3 separate regions of the Sus scrofa genome follow, and all the other regions are linked to region 3. A link is a contact called in public Hi-C data. All regions are on one chromosome and are shown on one strand. The core of a region is the stretch at or near the end of the contact, and the rest is flanking DNA. Distances in the headings are between cores, read along the strand shown.

What was found. Hi-C and Micro-C count contacts between places; a contact is called where the count stands out from the background.
Region 1: a contact with region 3 is called in a Hi-C map of mesenteric adipose tissue, with 1.8 times the contacts expected there. The contact joins the promoter of STAT5B here to the enhancer-like site in region 3. A contact is called at or near these places in 1 of 5 promoter capture datasets (fetal liver), 12 of 47 Hi-C or Micro-C datasets (alveolar macrophages, blood, embryonic fibroblasts and 7 more) and 2 of 2 datasets of contacts at active chromatin or transcription factors (alveolar macrophages and skeletal muscle).
Region 2: a Hi-C map of embryonic fibroblasts shows a contact between it and region 3, with 4 times the contacts expected there. The contact joins the promoter of HSPB9 here to the enhancer-like site in region 3. A contact is called at or near these places in 1 of 5 promoter capture datasets (fetal liver), 5 of 47 Hi-C or Micro-C datasets (embryonic fibroblasts, epiblast stem cells, fetal heart ventricle and 2 more) and 2 of 2 datasets of contacts at active chromatin or transcription factors (alveolar macrophages and skeletal muscle).

Annotation. Positions count from the first base shown.
Region 1 is chr12:20,543,339-20,546,460 of Sscrofa11.1, forward strand. STAT5B (signal transducer and activator of transcription 5B) reads left to right here and starts at 1,806. Exons shown (of 18, transcript NM_214168.1): 1 at 1,806-1,945. The coding sequence starts at 1,818.
Region 2 is chr12:20,636,777-20,640,137 of Sscrofa11.1, forward strand. It overlaps HSPB9 (heat shock protein beta-9), which reads right to left and starts at 1,619. Exons shown (of 1, transcript XM_003131404.4): 1 at 1-1,619. The coding sequence starts at 668. KAT2A (histone acetyltransferase KAT2A) reads left to right here and starts at 1,717. Exons shown (of 18, transcript XM_013980960.2): 1 at 1,717-2,130; 2 at 2,270-2,393; 3 at 2,709-2,854; 4 at 2,964-3,053; 5 at 3,344-3,361. The coding sequence starts at 1,792.
Region 3 is chr12:20,382,288-20,385,568 of Sscrofa11.1, forward strand. The region is part of intron 1 of CAVIN1 (polymerase I and transcript release factor); the gene reads left to right. Among named protein-coding and RNA genes, the nearest start is that of CAVIN1, 11 kb to the left of the region's middle. Within about 2 kb of position 1,909, at least 40 of the 83 cell types and tissues checked have an H3K27ac peak or open chromatin away from gene starts, as enhancers often do. A contact at or near this core is called in alveolar macrophages, embryonic fibroblasts, mesenteric adipose tissue and 3 more, where this site is marked.

The DNA of each region.
Region 1 (3,122 bases), core at 556-3,055, 160 kb after region 3:
ACAGCTACAACTGACAGAGAAGGGATTTTTGTTTCCCAACACCCTTGTGTGGTCTCTGGTATTCCACAAAATCAAGGTCTAATCCACTGGACCTCGACTATAACACAATTCTTAGGAGCATTGTGCAAATCAGTAGCCACACTGTTTTGGGTAAGATTCAATACATCCCTGCCTTACACCAAATTCCACATTATGGATCATAGTGCTAGAGCAAGTTTCAGTCGTGAGTCCCCTTTGTGTATGTGAAAGTCATGTTGTCATGATCTGGTTAATCCCAGAGAGTTTCTGCCGAACACATAAAAATTCTCAGGTGAGTCTGAAAAGGCATAATGATAATTTTATAAAGCCTGTTTTTCTGAAATCAAGAGCATGTTTTAAAAACCTACCCACGCTTGGAATATAATGGTTCTTATTTCTAACTCTTAGCTGGAGTGTATTGTTTTTATGGCTGAAAGATTTTTAAATGCTGAAATTTTAACAGAACATTGCTTCATAAATTCCTTAGCAATAACTCAGGAGGTGAACCTTGGGGTTATTTTTTCAGATAAATATGTGCCCTCTATGTACAAATAATTACTGCTTAGATAAATAGTGATAATACATAAGGTTAAATCCATGTTTTCATTATTTTCATTTTTCTTTTACTGGGTCTTTTTTTAGAAATTTAATTAAATTTTTTTTGACTGGGTCCATGGCATGTGCAAGTTCCCAGGCCAGGGACTGAACCTGAGCCATATCAGTAACCCAAACCACAGCAGTGACAGTGCTGGATCCCTAACCCAATGAGCCACCAGGGAACTCCCATACTAGGTCTTTTTCAAAATGGTAGTATGTTTATTGCTTTTTTTTTTTTTTTTTTTTTTTTTTTTTGTCGTTTCTAGGGCCACTCCCACGGCACATGGAAGTTCCCAGGCTAGGGGTCGAATTGGAGCTGTAGTCTCCGGCCTACACCACAGCCACAGCAACACAGGATCCGAGCCACATCTGCAACCTACACCACAGCTCACGGCAACACCGGGTCCTTTAACCCACTGAGTAAGGCCAGGGACCATACCCACAACCACATGGTTCCTAGTCGGATTTATTAACCGCTGCACCATGACGGGAACTCCTGTTTATTGCATTTTTTAAAAGTCAAAATACCAAATCTAAAAACAAGTGATTTATTTATTTTAAAACAAGAGATTAAAAAAAAAATCCCTGTGCTACTTATTTATCATTAGTCTTGAAATGCTGCTTGCTATTGCTTCAAGTTTGGAACAAAAGTAAAGAAAGAATATGTCTATGATATCAAAGCTATAGGCAGTTCTTCCCTTAATGATGGATTTATACTTTTGCTTATAGGACTTCAGTATGTTTTATAGTCAAAGCCTCATAGACCCAGTTATGTACCTTTCCATGGTCACACTGAATGTCTACATTTGAAAACATGTTAAAGCTAAAATTCAGTTCAAGAATACTGAACTCGGAGTTTCTGCTGTGGCGCAGTGGGTTATGAGTCCGGCTTGGGTCGCTGTGAAGGCGCAGGTTCAATCCCTAGCCCAGCGCAGTGGGTCAAAGGATCTGGCGTTGCTGCAGCTGCTACATAATGCAGCTGCGGCTTGGATTCAGTCCCTGCCCCAGGAACTTCCATATGCCATGTGCAGCCATTTAAAAAAAAAAAAAAAGAATGCTGATTTTTAGTCTACCAAAAAGGGCTTAAATACATTTATCTCTGGCCTTTATAACTGAATATTTACTCTGGTGGATTTAAAAGGGGGAAGGAAAAAAAAAACAAAACCCAAACCACTAATTGTTTGTTTAACAGATTGTAAACCATGGCTGTGTGGATACAAGCCCAGCAGCTCCAAGGAGATGCCCTTCATCAGATGCAAGCACTGTATGGTCAGCATTTCCCCATCGAGGTGCGGCATTATTTATCCCAGTGGATTGAAAGCCAAGCTTGGTAAGTGAGCAAAGTTTTCTGCATTATGTTTTGTGAAGCACAAGCATATTGAAATTTTATTGGAAAGGTAACATAATGAAGCCTCTAAAAGTTGTATATTTGAGAAGAAAATTATGCGACCCCTGAAAAGATATTTAATTCCATCTTAAATTTTTGAAAGATGGAATAACTATTGGGGTTTTTTTGAAATAGGATTTGTTTCCTTTAATAGTAAGTTCTGGTTAAAAGCATTAGAGTATTGCTGCTAGTAAAAAACAATTAACAATTATGTTTTGAGTGCCTGGCAGTGTTGTAGTTAGTAGACTTCATATGAAAACATTGAAGCCCTTATCCACAAAGAATTTAGTGCTTATTAATGGGGTAGATAAGTATGCATATGCATGAAATTGAATAAAGTATATATTTTTTGCCATACCCGAGACATATGGAAGTTCCCGGGCTAGGGATCGAATCTGAGCTGCATCTGAGAGTACACTGCAGCAGCAGCAACACCAGAACCTTAACCCACTGTTCCGGGCCAGGGACCGAACCTGAGCTGCCACAGAGACAATGCTGAGTCCTTAACCTGCTGTGATACAGCGGGAACTCCTTTATAAGGTGTATTGTTAATGAATTTCACAACAGAGACTTTGGTATTTTCAAATTTATATGTAATATATATACACACACATGTAAAGACTAAAAGACAGCACACCAAAACGTTAACAATGTTTATGTCTTAGTGGCAGATTTAACAAGCATGTTTATTTTTTTTATTTCCCTAATTACTGTTTATATACCGAGGGGAAAATTGTTTTTAAATTCTTTTAGAATTAGTAGAGTACAGTGGACTGACAACAAAGCTTTTTAATCAACAACCTTATTGCCCACCAGGCAGCAAGCTGTCTGCTGCTCTGCTCGGGGCCTGAGCACGCGTTGGTTGGTTACCAGTCTCAGTCTGATCTGTCATTTTCATCAGTTACTTCAGGCCTCCACCATTGTGGCATGAGAGCAGGGGTCCTTGTTGCCAGAGCCCTGGAGAAACCAGCCTTTATGCTACTGCTTGGGGAGAGCTGTACACCCATCAGTAATGTTGCCTCGGAATAATTGCAGTCGTGTGCTAGTAGCAGATTTCTGTTCAAAAGCTGAAGAGCACCAAAGGAAGGCAATTTTCTAGGCAATTTTCAAAAATCTCAGC
Region 2 (3,361 bases), core at 369-2,868, 250 kb after region 3:
TTGGAACCCTTCTTAGAGCCGCGGCTCCTGAGTCTTGGGGCCGGTCCTGTTTGGGCTTCAGGGCAAGGCAGCGCCCGGCACTGGCCTCGAACACACAGCTGGCCAGAGGGTGTCAGGCAGCAGGTCATGGCGGCGGGATCCAGGCCTGGTGGTAGTGGCATTTGCTGGTGCACCTTCTGTGCCATGCGGAAGCCGCTCCCATCTGGGCTGCAGCCCTCCAGTTGCCGTTGGCCGGTCACCATCAGGCATCCACCGTCCACCTGAACCACCAGCTCCTCGGGGGTGAAGCCATGGGCATACATCTTCATCTGGAAGCCATCCTCCGCATGGACGTTGTCCCGCATAGCTGCCACATCGTCCGTGAGCTGCTGCACTGGCAGGGTGGCCACCTGGTTCTGTTCAGTGAAGGCAACGCTGGCACATCGGGAAGCTGACTGGCTCCCGTTGGGGAGACCGCTACTGACCCGCTGCATCCGAGAGAGCAACTGCTGGTGAAGAGCGCGAGGCTCCGAATGTAGCGCTCGGCTAGGGCGTGGGGGCCCCCGGGAGCGGGGGCCTCGGGCCGGAACGGCTGCACTCCCGCTCCCGCGGCGCCTGCTCTGTTGAGGGGGCTCCCCTGGCTTCCGGCAAGTTTCGCTTCCGCGGAATTTGGGATCAGCTATGCACATAGCTCCACGAGTCAGGTTGGCAACCGCTCTGACGCCTCCGCGGCTGCTTTTATCCCGGATCCTGCCCCTTGCTCGGGCCCTTCCCCAACTCCGTCAGAGGGCCCTGGCCTGCCGGGGCTGTGACCCAAACGGATAGGCCAAAAGAGGCCGGCGGCCTGTGAGCCCCACCCTGGAGCCGTCAGCAGCACGAGCAGAGATGAGATTGAGCCGCCCGGCTCATGCCCTTGCGAGAATCCGGCCTGGGGGCAAGCGGGGCCTGCCCTCTGAACAGAGCATCAGAGTGTGACTACAGGGTCATCCATTCTAGGAATGTCCTTCCGATCTCTGACCATGCACAATCCTGCGACACATAGGGTTTGGAAGGTGGACGCACCTTCCTGGTTTCCTTCATTCATCTGACCCTGGGCCTACTGGTGGCAGGCGCAGAGCTGGGCTCTGGCACCAGTGCCCACGGTGTGAGAGGAGAGCCACACCCATAGGCCCTCCTCTGCCTCTACCTCATCCCCACCTCTGCAGTTTTTTGAGGGGCCACAGCCATTATTCTGGCCCTCAGTGCTTTTATGATAAGCCTTTTTTTGTTGAAGTAAAACAGAAAAATGCACAAAGAGAACACACACTCGTGTAACCCCTCCACAGGTCAAGAAATAGTATTGTTGCTATTTAATCGCCACCCCAGCTGCAGGTCCGCGTCCGGAGGTACGCGGGACAGGGTCAGTGTGGGGACGGGAGGGAGCGAGGCAAGAAGCCGAAGCGACTCTAGGCCCTCCAGGTCTACACCTTCTCTCCCGGGCTTGGGAGGCGAGACCCCGGAGAAGCCTGCTTTGTGGGATGCTTCTCCCTGTTCCCACCAGGACAGCAATCTAGACTATCTTGGAAGCCTTCCGTAGAGATTACAAGTTTAGAGGAGTCCATCTGGGGTGCTAGGTAGGGCCTCACTTGGCTGTCCCGGATTTAAGAAAGAGGACAGAAAAGTCTGGAAGCTGGAGGCGAAGAGCGGCTGTGAAAAGACTACAACTCCCATCATGCTCCAAGGTAGCGACGCCTGCGCACCGAACGCCGGTTGCCCATGCGGCCCTAGGGCTGGGAGCGCCGCGCCGCGCCGCGCTCCGCAGCGGGGGAGGCCATGGCGGAACCTTCCCAGGCCTCGACCCCGGCCCCAGCCGCTCAGCCGCGTCCCCTTCAGTCCCCAGCCCCCGCCCCAACTCCGACTCCTGCTCTCAGCCCTGCTTCGGCCCCGACTCCGGCTCCCACTCCGGCACCAGCCCCCGCCCCAGCTGCAGCCCCAGCCGGGAGCACAGGGACTGGGGGGCCCGGGGTAGGAAGTGGGGGTACCGGGAGCGGGGGTGATCCGGCTCGCCCTGGCCTGAGCCAGCAGCAGCGCGCCAGCCAGAGGAAAGCGCAAGTCCGGGGGCTGCCGCGCGCCAAGAAGCTTGAGAAGCTAGGGGTCTTCTCGGCTTGCAAGGTGGGGGCGGGGCCTGGGGCGAGAGGGGGCGGGGCTTGGGGCATCCCAGGGCTCGGGTGGGCAAGGGGGCAAAGCTCTGATTGGGGAGCGCTTCTCGTCCCGGGGTTACAGGGTTATTGACGGATCCTTCTGTCTCCAGGCCAATGAAACCTGCAAGTGCAATGGCTGGAAAAACCCCAAGCCCCCCACTGCACCCCGCATGGACCTGCAGCAGCCAGCTGCCAACCTGAGCGAGCTGTGCCGTAGCTGTGAGCACCCCTTGGGTAAGGCAGTACCCTTGGAACTGGGGTGGGGGTGGAGGTCTTGGGTCCTGCTTGGACAGGATGACTTAAGTGCCACACAACTTCATCTTTGAGAGATCCGAGATGCTTCCTGAGGAGGCATTGGGTTGGGAGGAGAAAGGAGATCTCTCAGTCCAGAAGAGAGACCACCCAGGGCTGACACAGGAGCCCGCAGTCTCATTGCCGGTCACCCTGGTCGGAGGGACTGAGGATGCGTCTTGGCTGGTGGTGAAGAGGAGCAGGAAGCCCTGTCGATCCCTTCTATCAGTTTTCCACAACCACCACTTGTCCTTACAGCTGACCACGTGTCCCACCTGGAGAATGTGTCAGAGGATGAGATTAACCGGCTGCTGGGGATGGTGGTAGATGTGGAGAATCTGTTCATGTCTGTTCATAAGGAGGAGGACACGGACACCAAGCAGGTCTATTTCTACCTCTTCAAGGTGAGCTTCCTTGAAGGAAGAGTGTGAGTGGGCAGAGGAGGGAGGGTGGGGGGGGTCTGCCTTTCTGTGCTCCGCTGACTTCTACTCCTCCCTCTTCCTCTTCCTCCAGCTCCTGCGGAAGTGCATCCTGCAGATGACCCGGCCCGTGGTGGAGGGATCCCTGGGCAGCCCCCCTTTTGAGAAGCCTAATATCGAGCAGGTGGGACAAGGAAGGTGGTAAGATGGTTGGAGGTATAATGGAGGAGTGGGGAGCCAAGCTGGGGACAGGGGACAGGTTCAGAGAAAGGAAGAGGCCTTGCGCTAACTTCAGGGTGGGTGTGAAGGTGGGAGGAGGTGTGATTTCTCAGAGAAGGCCCTCCAGAGCCGGAGCCCCAGAGAGCCTTGCGCTCTGCCCTCAGGAAGCACCCCCCTACTTCTGGATCAGAAGTCCCTGCCAGTGGCTCACGCCTCCTCCCCTGTTTTGTCCCCCGCTCGCCCCCACCTCCTCAGGGTGTGCTGAACTTTGTG
Region 3 (3,281 bases), core at 659-3,158:
TGCCAGCCAAGGCCTCCTCCTCTCAACCCCACGTGCACTCATCCCAAGCCCCACTTAAACCCCTTTTCCTCATCTTAGCCCAAGAAGAAGCTGAATGCACCCTCAGACCTGGCCACACCCAAGATCGTGCCTTTTGACCTTCTGCCTGAGACTGAGCCTTTTGACCTGAAGCCTGAGACAGTGCCTGAACTCCCACCCTTTGACCAGACGCCTAGGACACTGCCCTATTACCCTGAGCCTGGGCCTCTGCCCACCCCAGAGGAGCCAACAACCGGCGGGGGCGCTTAGGGTCTCCTGGGTCCCGTGGGGCCGTGGGCACGGGGAGTCATGCCCCCAGTCCACCACCGGCTCACTGCTTAGCAGTGGCCAGTCTGGGATGGCCGGCCTCTTCCAACACTGTCCCTTGTGAGTGGATGACGGGTACTGTGAAAACACTCGCATTATGCGGAGTTCAAGCCACCCGGTGGAAGGTGACAGGAAGGGGCCCTCCCCTACTGCCTGGTTTCTGTCTTAATAGTAAATGCTCCAGACACCAAACCTGAGCTGCACCCACTGCCACCTGCATGAGACTGCCTGAAACTGCCCACGCTTCTGAGTCCCCCTTCCTCCCCTTTTGGCCTCCTCCTCAGGGACAGGCCACTTTGACTCCAAGCCTCTTTGGAGCGGGCTCTCATGAGGCCCAGGCCTGGGGCCTGTTCTGAGCCCTCTCCACCCCCTCCCTGTAGCTGGGGGAAACATTTATACTTATTTTTTCCAGTTTTTTTAGAAAATGTTTTTTGCAAAGCGATCCCTTATGATTGCCAGATCCTGCCTTGGGCGAGGCACCTAAGAGCTGCCAACTCAGAGAGGCCAGCAGGAGGTACATTTTTCACTGGCTCTGGCTTGAATCTTCTGGTCTCCCTATGGCACAGTGTTTCTCAACTTTTTTTTTTGTTGTTGTTAATATGATCATTCCCCTAAGGAGTCCTTTTAGACATTCTTTTCCCTAATTGTCCTCTCCCACCATGAAATTTTAACACTACAGATATACTACATATTGGGACTTTTTGGAATACCACAAACTACTGCACTATCTAAGATGCCGCACCCCTGAGAACCAACTGCCATCCTCTCCGGGGCAACATCGCCCTGTCGAGAATTATACTACAGCAGAAAAGAAGGTCCCATGTACTTTCGGTATCTTTCACCCCCTTGTCTTGGCAACCGAAGGTGGCGGTCCTGCATTTTTAAGACTCTCCCTCTCTCTGGCCTCTCCGCCAGTTGGCAGCCTCCTCTAACATGCTCCCCAAGCGGATCCTCGGTCGCCGAATTACCTCTCCAGTGTCTCCTCTGGCCATTCCCAAGCAGTGGTTGGGGAGAGAACTGGTTAGTTCTAAGTCAAGAGAGGCTCTACCCAGAGCCACAGGACACTTGTCCCTTTTCCCTGACAGATGTGAAGTGCCTGGCCAAGTACCAGGCTCATAGTAGGTGCTCAATTAAATTATAATCATATAAGTCTTTTTCCTAAGCCAGAGGATCTTAAGGTCAGAGTAGGGTTGGGAGTGGAGAGGTGGGGGATGGGAGCCACCCTAGGATGCCTCTAACTTCATCCTTGGACTGGGGTGTTGCTGGGTTAGGGAGTCGTGTGTGCCTGGTGTGTGTGGCAGGGTGGAGGTGGGGGCCACGGGGGAATCTGTGCATGCTTTTGTTCAGACCTGGTCATTAAAGGCAACTCTGGAAACCAAGCCTGTTGGGACTGGTGGTTTTGTTTAATAAAAATATAGAAAAAAAACGAGCAGAGCTCTCCCTCTTTGTCACCCCGAGGCCCTTCTTTTGGCTTCGGAGCTCTGCCGGGGAAGCAGGGGTGGGATAAGGGTGCCTGGCCTGTGTGTGCCCAGGGGTGGGGGAGGTGCTCTGGGATTGTGTTGGCAGTTGTTGTAGCAACAGGCAAACTGGGTGGGCCTAGGAGAGCAGTCCAAAGCTGTGAGTCACAGGGGAAACCTGGCTTGGAAACAAGGAGAAAAGACGAAATCCATTAATGGAGGGGAAAAGCTAAAGTCATGGTGGTATACCCTCTCCAGCGTCAATCTACTGAATATTATCCAGGACTTAGGTCAAATGGTTTCTTCCCCTATCCCCTGACCTTCCACCGAGAAGGCAGCTCCTCTGGTGTCAGCCATCAATCTAGAGGAAGAGCCTACAATGAATGGCTTTATATTCCCAAGTGCCTTTCTGGACTGGGGGTGACAACCGCCTACCTTGGAATAACCCTCCAGTCACTGGGATTGCTCCCTGACGTTGCATTGGAAGATGGGATTGGCTACAAGAAGCCTGGAACTCTCTCCCCAGCCTGTTCCCTTTCAAGCTCAGCTGGCAAAGACCTTTATCTGGGAAGCCAGAGGCCAGGAAAACCAGCCAGCTCAGTCTTTAGGGGCTGGGATGGAGCAGCGGGGAGAATCAGGGAAGATGGGGTGGGCAGGGAGACAATGTGGATCTGTTCTCCGTAGCGGGGACTGTTTCCTGACTACTCCCCACCCATCACTCTTAATCCTTCCCTGAATTCATCCACATTGTCTGAGCTTAGTGAAAGGAGGCCTTCTCTTCCAAACTTTGGTGGAGCGTGGGTAGGTTTTTAGACTGGGAGGCTGTGAAGGAGTGATGAGAGCTGACATTTTTTGATACTAGAGCTGCAGGTAAATTCTGGGTGGGTGGATGAAGAAAGCAGAGAATTTAGATGCTAGAGCGTCCTAAAACGGTGTGTAAGAGAGAGGACTCGGGTGGCAGGCAGGGAGAGGTGATTGCACATGGAGACCCAAAGGGTGCAACTGGAAATCAGAGGGACTGCTAAGAGAGGCTGGGACTCTCCCATTCATAGCAAGGAAAATACCCCTTCAACGCCTCCATGAGTGCTAAGAAGCAAAGAGATGGACAGAACGCTGCAGGATGCCCAAGATAGTACCAAACTGGCTGTAGCAGGTGGAGACTACAAGTCCCAGCATGCCCTGGGCCCAGGTCACCTTGCCTGCTGGGAGGTGTAGTTGAGTAATGAGAGCTTGAGGTGGCTTGGTGCCCAGCAGAGCAGAGCCCAGTTTAGAAGAGGTGGAGCCAGCATTCCCTCTTTGTCCCTGCTAATGATATTGACAGGGAGGGAAGGAAGTTGGGAGGAGGTGTTCCTAGTTTTCAATGTAAACAAGGAAACTCTGTGGGGATGTGGGTGGGAGGGAGAGGAAAGAGGTTAGGGGCCGGGGAAGGAATTTCTGTAGCAGGTGGTGCAGATACCAAGTGGCCAACGTATATGTGTA